Linked DNA regions of Mus musculus: region 2 is linked to region 1. Evidence: chromatin contacts called from public Hi-C data. All regions are on one chromosome and are shown on one strand. Each heading gives the region's core, a stretch centred on a gene start, on an enhancer-like site or on the middle of the called end of the contact. The rest is flanking DNA. Distances are from core to core; before and after follow the strand shown.

The links. A called contact is a pair of places that touch in the nucleus more often than the background predicts.
Region 2: a contact with region 1 is called in a Hi-C map of cortical neurons, with 2.5 times the contacts expected there. The contact joins two enhancer-like sites. A contact is called at or near these places in 4 of 484 Hi-C or Micro-C datasets (adipose-derived mesenchymal stem cells, cortical neurons and palatal mesenchyme) and 1 of 115 datasets of contacts at active chromatin or transcription factors (the HPC-7 cell line).

The regions. Positions count from the first base shown.
Region 1 is chr10:69,760,507-69,767,135 of GRCm38.p6, reverse strand. All of the region lies in intron 1 of Ank3 (ankyrin 3, epithelial), which reads right to left. Among named protein-coding and RNA genes, the nearest start is that of Gm33416, 100 kb to the left of the region's middle. Within about 2 kb of position 2,410, at least 11 of the 459 cell types and tissues checked have an H3K27ac peak or open chromatin away from gene starts, as enhancers often do. A contact at or near this core is called in cortical neurons, where this site is marked.
Region 2 is chr10:69,843,140-69,849,768 of GRCm38.p6, reverse strand. The region is part of intron 7 of Ank3 (ankyrin 3, epithelial); the gene reads right to left. Among named protein-coding and RNA genes, the nearest start is that of Gm33416, 20 kb to the left of the region's middle. Within about 2 kb of position 3,853, at least 40 of the 459 cell types and tissues checked have an H3K27ac peak or open chromatin away from gene starts, as enhancers often do. A contact at or near this core is called in cortical neurons, where this site is marked.

The sequences.
Region 1 (6,629 bases), core at 1,161-3,660:
CACATAAGGTCCTCTCCGGCCCCTTATCTTTTCTACAGTGATATTAATTTTAGATGATAAATCAGAGATGATGAAACAATTGGAGACAATGCTAGCAGAACAGAGGATAAAATAAGTCTGCCTCAAGGTACAATTCCCTGCAGGCATTATGTCAATATTTATAAATAACATTAAATGGTCTCACAAAATGCTTATATGCAATGTTAAGTGAAAGAAAGGATCCAGAATTAATTTTATAATTATATAATATATATATAAATATAAATTAATATTGCAATACAATGTTATAGCAATATAATATAGTAATGAATTACTATATTAGATATTTATTGTTGATATATATTATTAACATACTATATATATTTATAATTATTTTATAAACTACAATATGTTTATTAACTTACTACATATTTGTATTTATAATTATTTTATAAACTGTATGTCCAAGTATTATGCATAGAAAGCAAAAGATTAGGCAGTACAGCAAATGGAAATCTGCTTCTCTTTCTCTCAGATTGGCTGCTCCTGCATGTGCGCTTATGTACCTGTGTGTGCACAGTGTGTGTGCACACTGTGTGCACTTGTGCATTATCTGCTTGCGTGTGTAGGCCAGAGGTTCCTCTATCACTCTCCATTTTATTTTTTGAGCCACTTTCTCTCATGGAAGCCAGAGTTTACTGATTTTGCAAGATTAACTGGCCAGCAAGCCTCTAGAATCTGCCTGCTCCTACCACCACAGATCTAAAATTACAGCCATGCAACAAAATGCCCTGCATATAGATGTGTGTGTGTGTGTGTGTGTGTGTGTGTGTGTGTGTGTGTGTATGTGTGTGTGTGTGTGTGTGTGTGTGTGTGTATGTGTGGTGTGTGTGTGTATGTGTGTGTGTATATGTGTGTGTGTGTATTGTGTGTGTATGTGTGTGTGTGTATGTGTGTGTGTATGTGTGTATTGTGTGTGTGTGTATGTGTGTGTGTGTATATGTGTGTGTGTGTGTGTGTGTGTGTGTATGTGTGTGTGGTGGGGGGAATTCATACTCAGCCATCATGCTTGTACATCAACCATCTGGGTCAATGAACCCTCTCCCCAGCCCCAGACCATGTTTTATTTATTTTTAAATTTTTCCTGATGAGATCTACTAGTTTTACAACATTTAAAAAAATTTTTTTATTAGGTATTTTCCTCATTTACATTGTTTTACAACATTTCTAAGTCAAGAAGAAAATAATGAGGAAGAAAAACCTACCAAATTAGACCACATTCGATCACAATACAAAGACCGAATCAGGGCTTTGGTAGCTAACAGGCCAGCCACTCACCAACATTACAAGCAGCTCAGCATCCACTGTGTACCTATCCTTCCTCACCGCAAACCGAACAGGTCAGCCTTGCCCCCAAACGACACATTAGCCTCTCTCCTACGGCTAAACCCTGGCAACAAACCAAGCTCATTTTGCCCAGATTTAAAACTATAAAGAACTCATTATTTCAAACTAAGACACAATGTACACCAAGGACCATTCGGTTAGGACTGAGGACCTCGCTTCATTCATGAAGGGATATCGGGCGTCATGGACCAATTCAGAGAAACCATCGAAAGCTCAAAATCCAGTTTTTATATCCGTTTCCAGAAGGTAGGGCCACTGCTTTGTTTTTATTTAATCAGACTTAATATCTTCTGTGTATGTGCGTGCTAGGGGGAGATACTCATGTATGTGTGTGTGTATGTGTGCGCCCCTGCACATAGAGGTCAGAGGTCATCAAGAAGAGTACCTTGCATTGGCTGCCAACAACTCATTCCTAAGGATCCACCTGTCTCCCCTCTAAGTAAGTCTTCAGAGACTCACAACACCTTCTTTCTTTCTTTCTTTCTTTCTTTCTTTCTTTCTTTCTTTCTTTCTTTCTTTCTTTCCTTCCTTCCTTCCTTCCTTCCTTCTTTCTTTTCTTTCCCTTCCTTCCTTTCTTTCTTTCTTTCTTTCTTTCTTTCTTTCTTTCTTTCTTTCTTCCTTCCTTCCTTCCTTCCTTCCTTCCTTCCTTTCTTTCTTTCTTTCTTTCTTTCTTTCTTTCTTTCTTTCTTTCTTTCTTTCTTTCTTATTTTTTTTGTTCCACTCTAAGGTTGCTTTGCATTGCGCTGATCTCAGCATCCAGGGACCTCAGTCAGTTACCATTCTCTTCCTGATTAAAACCAATTAAGACAATTTCCCCATTACCAGCACACACACACACAAATGAGCACATTTCCTTAATGTTCTGTTTTTAAATTGAGAAGGATATAAAGAAGCCATTCCGGGTTCTATTCAGAACGATATTTCCTGATGGAAACATATGCAGCTTATCTATATGCAAAATATCTGACTCCAATAGACAGAGAAAAATGGAAGCAGACGTTCAAGTTCACACTCACCCAGTGCAGCACGAACTTGGCCAGGGCTGAGCTCTGGGGTGCTGTCTCCCTGGGTCTCATGTCAGCACCAAACACATAGTTTTCCTTTTCAATATTTCTTGATTTCTGTTAGTTGTAACCCTTTGATGTTGCCTCATGATTGGCCCAGTTTTGGGACACATGGAAGGGAGGGAGAGCAGGGGCTGCTTCAGCGAGGCAACTGTCAGTGTTACTACACATTTGCTTGGCAATAGCTACTGAAGAAAGAGCAAATGGAACAAAGACAGACATGAGGGGAGGGCCAAAATAAACACATGTGCTAGCACCAGGCTCCGAGGCCCAAGCCCTAAGGAACAAAGGCATGGTAATAGCTTGACAACTGTCTGTAGTGACCAGCCTGTGACGGACACTCAGGACCTGCCACCTCTGGGGTTTCTAAGACTGACTTAATGTTGACCATTCAAAGAGTCAAACCTTAAGATGGAATCAGAGATACAGCCAACTGGGGTGTGATGGGGAAGACTGGCTAGGAGGATCACTGGGGAACAGAATATGCTATAACAGAGTTAGTTACACATTAAACCACCTCCAGGCAGGGAGAACGTGAGTGTAATTCTCCTTCTAGGATATACATACAACTTTATACATTGTTTTCTTTTGTAATAGAGTGCACATGTAGCCCAGGCTGGCCCTGAATATCCAATCCCCTTGCCTCCCTCTCAGGGTGCTAAGAATGCATGTAGATGCCACCATACAAGTCTATACAATGCAGAACACTGAACCCAGGGCTTTGAGCATGGGCAATAAGTGTTCTACCTACTCAGCTGCATTTGTATCCCTAGCTTGATGGGTTTTAATAAGCTCCTTGAAACTTTCAAATTCTGATCAAGCTCTTCAATGGGATACAAGCATAGGTACTTGATGTCCCCAAATTTCCATAGTGATTTTAAAGTGCATTTTCTTTTCTAGAAAAGCATCAATCATACACACATCATGTTGTCTGGGGCTGAGGATACTGATGGTACCCTCTCTGTTTCTGTCAGCTGCCCATAGAGAGCACACATACACACACACACACACACACACACACACACACACACACTCACACACACACACTCACATACACAGACACACACACACACACACTCACACACAAACGCACACCTTAATTATGCTTTTTAAAAATTCTTCCTGCTAAGCCCTCATAGGCTTTTCACTGGGGAGAAATTAGTAATGAAGAATAATATGGTAAAAAGAAAGAACAGATGACAGGAATTCAAACAATTCTGGTTAGTATTTGTGCCTCATGCACTTCATTTGACATCTCAGATACGCTGTGCAGTAATTGCCAAACGTTTGTTCAACTAACAGAGCTTTTATAAACGGGTTTCACGTGTCTACAGCTCAGCCACACCGAATGCTTTTTACTGTTTATTTAATTTGAAAGTGTGGTTCTGGAAAATAGACATCCCCTGCTCAAAATGGTCCATACTCAGGGCACACAAGCTACACTACAACATTGCCCTCCCCTCATCCTCCAGAAAGCATTTGTTACTATGGTTACGCTTTTCCATCTTAGCCATCTCATCTCCCAGCCCCACCTCAGTGGATGTGAAGATTCCAAGGAGCTCAGCCTAGAATCACCGAGTGGGAAGCAGTGAGTTTCAGTGTTTACTGGTAAGTTTCCTCGTTTGTTCAAAGTTGGTAGGAGGTATTAAAGGAAGGGGTAGGCTTGGGTACTTCGCAACAGCTTCATTATATATATATGTATATATAATGTGTGTGCATGGTGTGTATACACACACAGGCACACACACAGACACACACAGACACACAGACACAGACACAGACACAGACAGACACAGACACACACATACACACACACACACACACACACACACGGGTGTGCAACATCATATGTGCGGAGGGCAGAAGACAACCTTCTGGAGTAAATCTTCTCCTTCTACCACATGGATCCCAGGAATCGAACACAGACCCTGCTTGCTGGCAAGCTTCTTTACTGGCTGACCAAGATTGCTAGCTTTTTTTTTTTTTCAAACTATAAAAGAGTTCTTATTTTCACTTGTATGTGTGTATACATGTCTGTCAGTCTGTATGCCACCTGAGCTGTGTGCAGTTACCCGAGGAGGGGAATAGGAGGGGGTCAGATTCACCGGAACTGGAGTTACAGGCGATAGTAAGCCATGTGACCTGGGTACTGGGACTGATCGCTGGTCTTTTGTAGGAATAGCAAGTGCTCTTAACCACTGAGCCATCTCTCCAGCTCTCTTACATTTCTAATGTAAGAGGAAGGGTGTCTGGAGTTGTCAGCAGTGGGGTCATTTTTAATCTGTCTATACTAAGGACTGTTGGAGCTGCTTTGCTCTAGAGTGAGACTACGAGCCAAGGATAGACCCCTTTAGTGTTAGGAATCTTCACATAATAGGCATAGGTAGTACTTGAACCTGGGCATAGTAGTTTGGACTTGGAGCAAATCCAAGTATTCCTGACATGTCCTTTGATGTACCTCTGTCCATCTGGGCCTGTTGAATCAACCGTTCTCATTGGATAGCCAGGGTATGACATTCTGGTTTTATGTGCCATTAAATTCATATTGCCGTGTCACTTTGACAGAGTCATTTGGATTTTTTTTTTTTTTAAGCCAAGTTGCTCTGCAGCATAGTCAGACCTCAACTTCAGGGCAATCCTCCTGTCTCAGCCTCCCAAGCTCTGGGACTACATGTTTAAAGCTATCACATCTGGCTTTTGGATTGTTATTATAATGTCCTGGGACTCAGTCAAAGGATATATATGCTACTTGGAGAAATAGGACTTTAGGAGATTTATGTGGGAGGGTTAAGAGAGCACAGCCTGGGCGCACACTATCTCTCAAAGGAACAGTGGCAGTATCTGGGTGGCCAGGAATGAGTTTCTGTAAGGAGGACAACAAATGGGTCTTTAAAGGTAAACTTTAAATGCTTTGATCTCATCTTCTTAGAGGTCAGGAAAGGGTTTGTTGTCTCAAAGTAGTAACGGCATGCCAAGACATGGCACAACTTGATACAACACATGGTAGAGAAGTTCCTTTTCTCATTTTATACCAGATAGGCTGCAAGTGTTCTCTTCTAGACAATTTACAAAACTACTGTCATCATCAAACAAGACACGCTAGGTCTGGAGATTGCCACTGTCTGGTAGCGTGAAGAAAGCACACTTGCCTGTATTTCAGCCATGGTGTATAACTCCTGAACAGCGAAGAAGTGCAAAGCCTCAAGCTACAAACACCCAAGGGGATGGGGTTCCTCAAAAGTTGGAATTCTGAGCAACCGAAGCCAGAGTTAGAGTTAGCAGATCAGAATTTTAATGAGCTCGTCAGACACATCACAGACACTGCCCACAGCTGCAAAGCTGCTTGGGTGGCAAAGAGAGAATGTAAACCTAGCTTGGGTCACAAGAGCCACGGGACTAGAATTCTTTTTTTTTTTCAAGGCCCAATAACCATCAATGGCCAATGGCAACATAAAAAAGCCCAGGGTCGGTGGGGGGAGACCCTATCAGAATACAGTCTTTGGGTTTTGAAGATTTGTGATCACTGGTGGTCACTGAAAACATTTAAACCCACTTGTAGGAGTAGGGGACAGCCAAAAAGTCATTATGGGGCAGGTTAAACAGCAAAGGCTGCAACTAAGATATTCTTTAAAAAACTTTTATTCATTAATTTAGTTAATTGTATATATATATATATATATATACACATATGGAGGCCAGAGACAACACTGGGGAAAATTATTTTTTTCTCTTCCATCTTTTCATGAGTTCCAGGGATCGAGCACAGGTTACCAGGTGGAAGAAGTCAGTGCCGTACCTGCTGGGCCATCTCAGAGCCCTAAGTTGTCTTGGCAAAGAGAGCAAAGGCAGAGAGCAGCCTTCATGGGGAGCCTGGGCCACCAGGACAGTGTGGGGCTGCTGAGAAACAGGCGTGATTGCAGCAGACTGTGAGAAGCTTGGGAAGGGGCGAACCTTAAGATGTCCATGTACTGGAGAGGAAGCTGGTGATAAGATTTGTTTCCAGTTAGGTTGAACGTGCAGAGATCTTTATGTTGCCTACTATATTTTGATGGCTTCTCCTTTTCTAAGGGTTTTGTGCATTTTGAGAGAGAAAGGAGCAGGGTTTATTACTGAGGAAGTTAAAAATACGTCTCACTTAACGAATGGCTAGCTGTGTGTTATAGGGAGCATGCTGTGCCT
Region 2 (6,629 bases), core at 2,604-5,103, 81 kb before region 1:
CTCACAAAGATCTGCCTGCTTTAGCTTTCTAGGTGCTGGGATTAAAGACAGACAGCACAGGCCTGATGGCCCAAATCTTACATTCTTTTTAAGATTTATTTTATTTTATGCATATAGGTCTACCTGCATTGCCAGAAGTGAGCATCAGATCCCATTACAGATGGTTGCTGGGACTTGAACTCAGGACCTCTGGAAGAGCAGTCAGTGCTCTTAACCGCTGACTCATCATCTCTCTGAGCTCCAAATCTTATATTCTTTAGTTAATGTGATTTTTGTTTGTTTGTTTGCAGTGCTGAGTACCTCATGGCTAATGAAGAGCTTGCTAAAGACTTAGCTGGAGGAGTGTCCTGGGACTCAGGGCTTTCCCAGGCTCAGCAGGAATCTTGGGTTGTAAATGAGAGACCCTACTCATTGAGGTGGAAGATTCCCAGACCCTTGCCTTGGCCTTTGGTGCTGGTGCCTACACATGTCTAAAAGCATCATTAGCAATCCCATTGCCCCTGCATTGACTGTTGCTTCTAAACCATCAGGGAAGCATAAGTAGACACTGAAAACAATCCCCGCTGTTGGCTTCACATTCCTGGGTGCTGAGATATGAGTTGATGTCTCATTGTTCACAATGATTCAGTGAGATCACATGTTAACCAGGCTCATGGCAATCATACATGCAGTTTCAGAGCCCATGCGATAGCTACGGGGTCCTGAACACTTCCTGCACATGAGGAACCGGACTGATCCCACTTGGCTTAGGTGGGGATGTGGACTCCCAGCCTTGCACTGTGCGAGGCAAGGGTGACTCCAGTCTCTGAACTCTTAGTACCTCAGTCAGTTTCCACGGGGCTTTACAACGTGCTCTGTGGGCCTTACAAACAGAAATGGCCGGCACAACTGGGATTTAATTTCTCCACATCTTTTATATTTTTATTTTCTCTTTTAAAAAATTGATTTTTTGACAATTTCAAGCACACACACACACACATGCACACACACCTACATGCACATGCATACACACATACACATGAACACACATTCACACACATATACACACATGTACACACATGCACACACTTGCACACACACATACATGTACATGCACATGTGCAGACTTACACATGTATTCACATACACACATACAGCACATACACATACATGCACACACATTTACACATACATGCACACACACATGAACACACACACATTTTCGTCACATCCATCATTTCTCCATCCTACTTCCAGTGAACCCTTCACTCTAACAAGGCCCCCTTCTTCCATGCCTTTTTTGGTGATACCTGTGTTCATTTAGGGTTTCTTGCATGAACTAACATGGCTGGAGGGTTATTTAAATGACGAACTTTAAACATATAGTTAAAAAAATTAGAATATCCTATAATAAAAAAGTTCTAAACATAAAGTTTGAGGGAAAACCTATAGCGAATTTCAGATCCTCCTTATCCAGGTTCACTAAATATCAGCCTTGGAGCTGGGCACAGACAGAGCCTGCTTTGCACAGTCAGGGCCCTGAGTTCAAGTCACAGCCCCTCCTCTACACCAATCAACCTTTGGCTTCTACCACACTGTATTCTCTTGCTGCAAGACCCAAGAAGAGAATGAGAATCTAATAAGTAGCTCAATTAAATCAACTTTAATGGAGAACGAGTCTTTTGAGATGGGGGCAGGCTAGGGAGAAAGACAGGGAGATGATATATATGTGGGGAGGGGGGGGAGAGGGAGAGGGGCAGGGGGAGGGGGAGAGGGAGAGAGAGAGAGAGAGAGAGAGAGAGAGAGAGAGAGAGAGAGAGAGAGAGAGAGAGAGAGAGAGATATGCTGGCAATGCTGTTATCAGAAATAAAGCAGTAGAAATAACACCCAGTGTCTAAGCCTCCACCTGTGCTCAAACTCTATGGCCCTTTCTGAGTGTCTGGGTTCATCTTGATGCTTCATTTGCTCCCAGATCCTTCACAAGCCTTTCACTCTGCAAAGCTCACCACTCTCTCTTCCATTTCCTCCATGCTTATTTCTTCACTGAAGAAATCCAATAGTTTACTCTCTAAAAATTTCCACCACATTTATCTGGCTGACTGCATTTTCACGGAGTGCTGTTTGACATGAACTTTGACCCGATATTGTTGGCAAATTGTTAATGCTTGAACTGAAAATTATTTTATTATTTGTCTCCTACCTATCTTTCTATCATCGTCATCTATCTATCTATGTATCATCTGTGTATCTATGCATCTATCTATCTATCTATCTATCTATCTATCTATCTATGTATCACCAATGTATCTATCTATGTATCTATCATCTATCTATGTATCATCTATATATTTATGTATTATGTATGTATCATCTATCTATATATCTATCAATCATCTATCTATGTATCAACTATGTATCTATCTATCTATCATCTATCTATCTATTATCTATATATGTATGTGTCTATCTTTTATCTATATATCTATGTATAATGTATATATCTATATATCTATGTATCTATCTATGTATGTATCTATGTATCTATCTATTTATCAATGTATCAACTATGTATCTATGTTTCTATGTATCTATGTATCATCTCTGTGTCATCTGTCTATATATGTTATCTATCTTTATGTGTACATGTATGTGTGCTTTTGTGTGCTTATGCCACATGTGTAAACAGATGCCCTTGGAGATCAGAAGGATGAATTGGATCCCTGGAGCTGGAGTTACAGTGGTTGTGAACCTCTCAGTGTGGTACCAAGAGCTAAACTTGATCCTTTCATAGATCAGCAAGCATGTGTGCATGTATGTGTGTCTATATGTGTTCCTGGTTCCTGTGTGTGCACATGTGTGTGTGTGTCTACATCTATATGTGCTCCTGATTCCTGTGTGTGCACATGTGTGTGTGTCTGCATCTATATGTGCTCCTGATCCCTGTGTGTGTACATGTATGTCTCTGCATCTGTGTGTATTCCTCCTGATATTTCTATGGCTTTTAAACAAAATTTTCTGTTTGTTTGCTTTGTCCTAATCTGACTTGTTTGTTTTTTGGTTTATCTTATTTTATTCTTCTTCTTCAGATTCCTGTTTTTTTTTTTTAAGGAGAGACAGAAAGAATGCCACCCTGGTCTACAAAGTGAGTTTCAGGACAGCCAGGGCTATACCCTGTCTCAAAAAACCAAAAAAAAAAAAAAAAAAAAAAAAAAAGAAAAGAAAAGAAAAGAAAAGAAAAGAAAAGAAAAAAAAATGTGGATCCAGGTAGTAGGGGAGGTGGGGAGGAACTGGGAGGAGCTGGGGTAAGGAAAACTATAATTAGAATACATTTTATAAAAAAGAATCTATTTTCAAAAAAGGAAAATAAGTGGGTAAAACTGATGCCTGTGTGTGTGTGTGTGCGAGCGTGTGCGTGTGCGTGTGCGTGTGTGTGTGTGTGTGTGTGTGATATCAATAATCCCAGGATATTGTACATGCCAGGCAAGCAATCTATTACTGATCTACATTCCCAGTCCCCAGATAAACATTCGATGCACAGAGTCAGACGGCAGAATCTTGTACTTTGCAGGCCACACACCCCCCGGGAGGTACCTGCTCACCTCTGCCTCACAAGATCCACAAGCAAGAATGGCTATTCTGTGGACAGTCACGTGCTGCTTTAGATCAGCCAGCTTCTGGCCGAAGACTTCAGCTGGGTGGACCGGATTGGGAACCCTGGGTGACAAGCTCAGGGTGGGCTTTACTGGGATTGACAACAGTGGGAGGCTAGCATGCCCTGGGGTGACTTGAGGTTTGATCTGTCTGTCTGAGTCCAACCAGCAGCACTATGTGAGCAAATCTAGTTCTTAGCCAGTAGGGGGAGCACTGAGCTAGGGAACAACCCAGGAAGCAGTTGAACTGAGCTCAGTGAGCCCAGGACTAAGGCCACTGCTTCCCTGCTATTATTGTTCCTTAAGGAAAGGGATTTCCCAGGGTTGAAGCCTTTATTAACCCTTGTCACACAGGCCGATTGATTGGCAGGGTGAAGACCTCCAGTATCTTCTTCCTCTGCTTTCGTCTGTAGTCTGTTCTCTCCCACAAAGCTGAGTTACATAGCCAATGGGGGCATGAAGCCTAACGCCTTGGACTTCCTATAGAGGAAGCCTCTATATTTCTAAAACTCTTAGAAAGTATTATAAAAGGAACTGAGGAGACAGCTCAGGTGGTAAAGTGTTTGCTATGTAAGCTGGGGGCACTGCCACATATGTATAATCCCGGCACTGGGGAGGCAGAGGCAGACAGACCTCTGGGCTTGCTGGCCAGATGGGCTAGCTGTCTTAGGGTTTTACTGCTGTGCACAGACACCATAATCAAGGCAAGTCTTATAATGACAGCATTTAATTGGAGCTGGCTTACAGGTCCAGAGGTTCAGTCCATTATCATCAAGGTGGGAGCATGGCAGCATCCAGGCAGGCATGGTGCAGGCAGAGCTGAGAGTTCTACATCTTCATCTGAAGACTGCTAGTGGAAGACTGACTTCAAGGCAGCTAGGATGAGGGTTTTAAGCCCTCTCCCACAATAACCTCACCTACTCCAACTAAGGCAACACCCACTCCAACAAGACCACACCTCCTAATAGTACAACTCCCTGGGCCAAGCATGTATAAACAAACCATCACACTAGCCTTATTTGCTATTCCTAGGTCTCAGTGAGAGACTCTGCCGCAAACAAATAAGGTGAACAGTTTCTGTGGGATGGCACTTGAGGTTGACCTCTGGCCTTGATATGCACAGTATGCATATACATTGCATGTACACATACATGAACATGCAATGAATGAGCACATGTGCACGTGTGCACATACAAATACAGCTTGCAGATCTAAGGCTCGGTTTTTATCCTTGCAACAATCCAATGGATGGTTCAAAAATAACTCCATCTGCTAAAATGAGACATAGAACTGTTGCCAATTAAGAACGTTTGCTGGTGGCAGGGTTGGAATCACAACTCCACCTGCAGACCCTCTTACACTGGTATTCTAGGATCAGAATACCTCTATCTAAAGACTCTGCTTCTCAAGTGTCAAATGACCTTCATACTGACAGGCACTGGGTCCCTTGTCATCCTTACCTCCCATAAGAGCTAGTTCTGAGAACTGGGAGCAAATCAAGACAGAAAGTGCTCCTGTGGAGGAATTGATGGGTATTTGCATATTGATTCTTCAGGTAAGGAGAAGGTCTCCTGCCTTCCCCTCGAACAGGGCCAGAACTGTGTTTCTATTGTGAAGCTGACAGCAGCACATCGAAAAAGGCGGATGATGTCAAGAGACTGAGAGCTTTGTTTCTCAGAGCCTGTGTTTCCTACTGGGATTGTGTCGGTTGGTACGAGCTTGCTGGGATTCAGGCTGGCATGAAGAGCCTTCAGTTCCACAACTGCAGATAGAAGGGAGGGTTTGGATGCCGTGGTGGAAAGGCCCCCAAATGTATAAGCCTCGAGGCCTGATAAACTCCTTACTAAAGCCTGGGCTAGCACGGAGGACCCGTGCCCCCGATCCAGGCAGAGTCTAGCTCAGAGTGACAAGCAGCGGCAGCCAACAGCATGAGAGAATTCTGCTGGACTGCTGGAGGAGAGAGAGAGAGAGAGAGAGAGAGAGAGAGAGAGAGAGAGAGAGAGAGAGAGGTTGGGAGGGAGGCAGAGAGATAGGTGAGAGGACTGACTGCAAGTGGGGTGTTTTTGAGTCTAGCAAAGTCTCCATCGGAGGAATCTAAAGACTGGGTAATGTGAAATCTCTGTTGGGTCCATCCCTGATGACCAGATGCTGGCTCTCACATACACTCAACCTCTGTGTCATCTCTCCAGCTCAGTGTTCAACATTCTTAGCAGGGAAAACTCAAACGGCTTTAAGACTCTATCTTATCCCGTTCAGAATGACCATCTTTGTTAAATGAATGGCAGGGCATGCTGGCGCGATGTGAGGAAAGAGGAACCCTTATATACTAGCTGGAGCGAGTGTAAGCTTGCCTACCAATTACGGAAATTGGTTTGGAGGTTTCTTAAAAACCGGAAACTAGAACTACCAAATGGTCCTGGTGCACCTGTCGGGATTGAGAACAGAGGACTGAAGTCAACACACTACAAGACACTTGTGTGTCCTGCGGGTATTGCATTCACAAAAGCCTTGTTGTAGAGTCTGCTAGGTGCTCATCAACAGATGCATAGCTACAGAAAATGAAGTGGTTGTATGCAATGACATTTTCCTGTCTGTGTCATATGTGCTTGTTCATCTTTGTGGATTCCAGAGTGTGCGCACATATGTGTGTGTGCATGTCCATGTGTTGTTCCTATCCTTTCTGCCTTGTTCTCCCCACAACCCCCACTGTGTGAGCTCACAGGCTACCTGTGAACTTCTGAGGCCTCTCCTGTTTCTCTCTCCCACCTCCCTGTAGCAGGCCTACAATGGAATTTTACACAGCAGTAAAGAAAAATAAAATCATTACAATTTCACAACAATGAATTTGACCTGCTAACCAAAAGACAGACAGACTCAGAGAGACAAATACCTCATGTTTTCCTGTGCTCAGAGCCAAAGTTTAAAAGTGTGTGCGTGTATGTGGATGTACATGGAGATCACAATACAGGTAGGGGATCCTCAAGGGGTGCAGGAGACCTT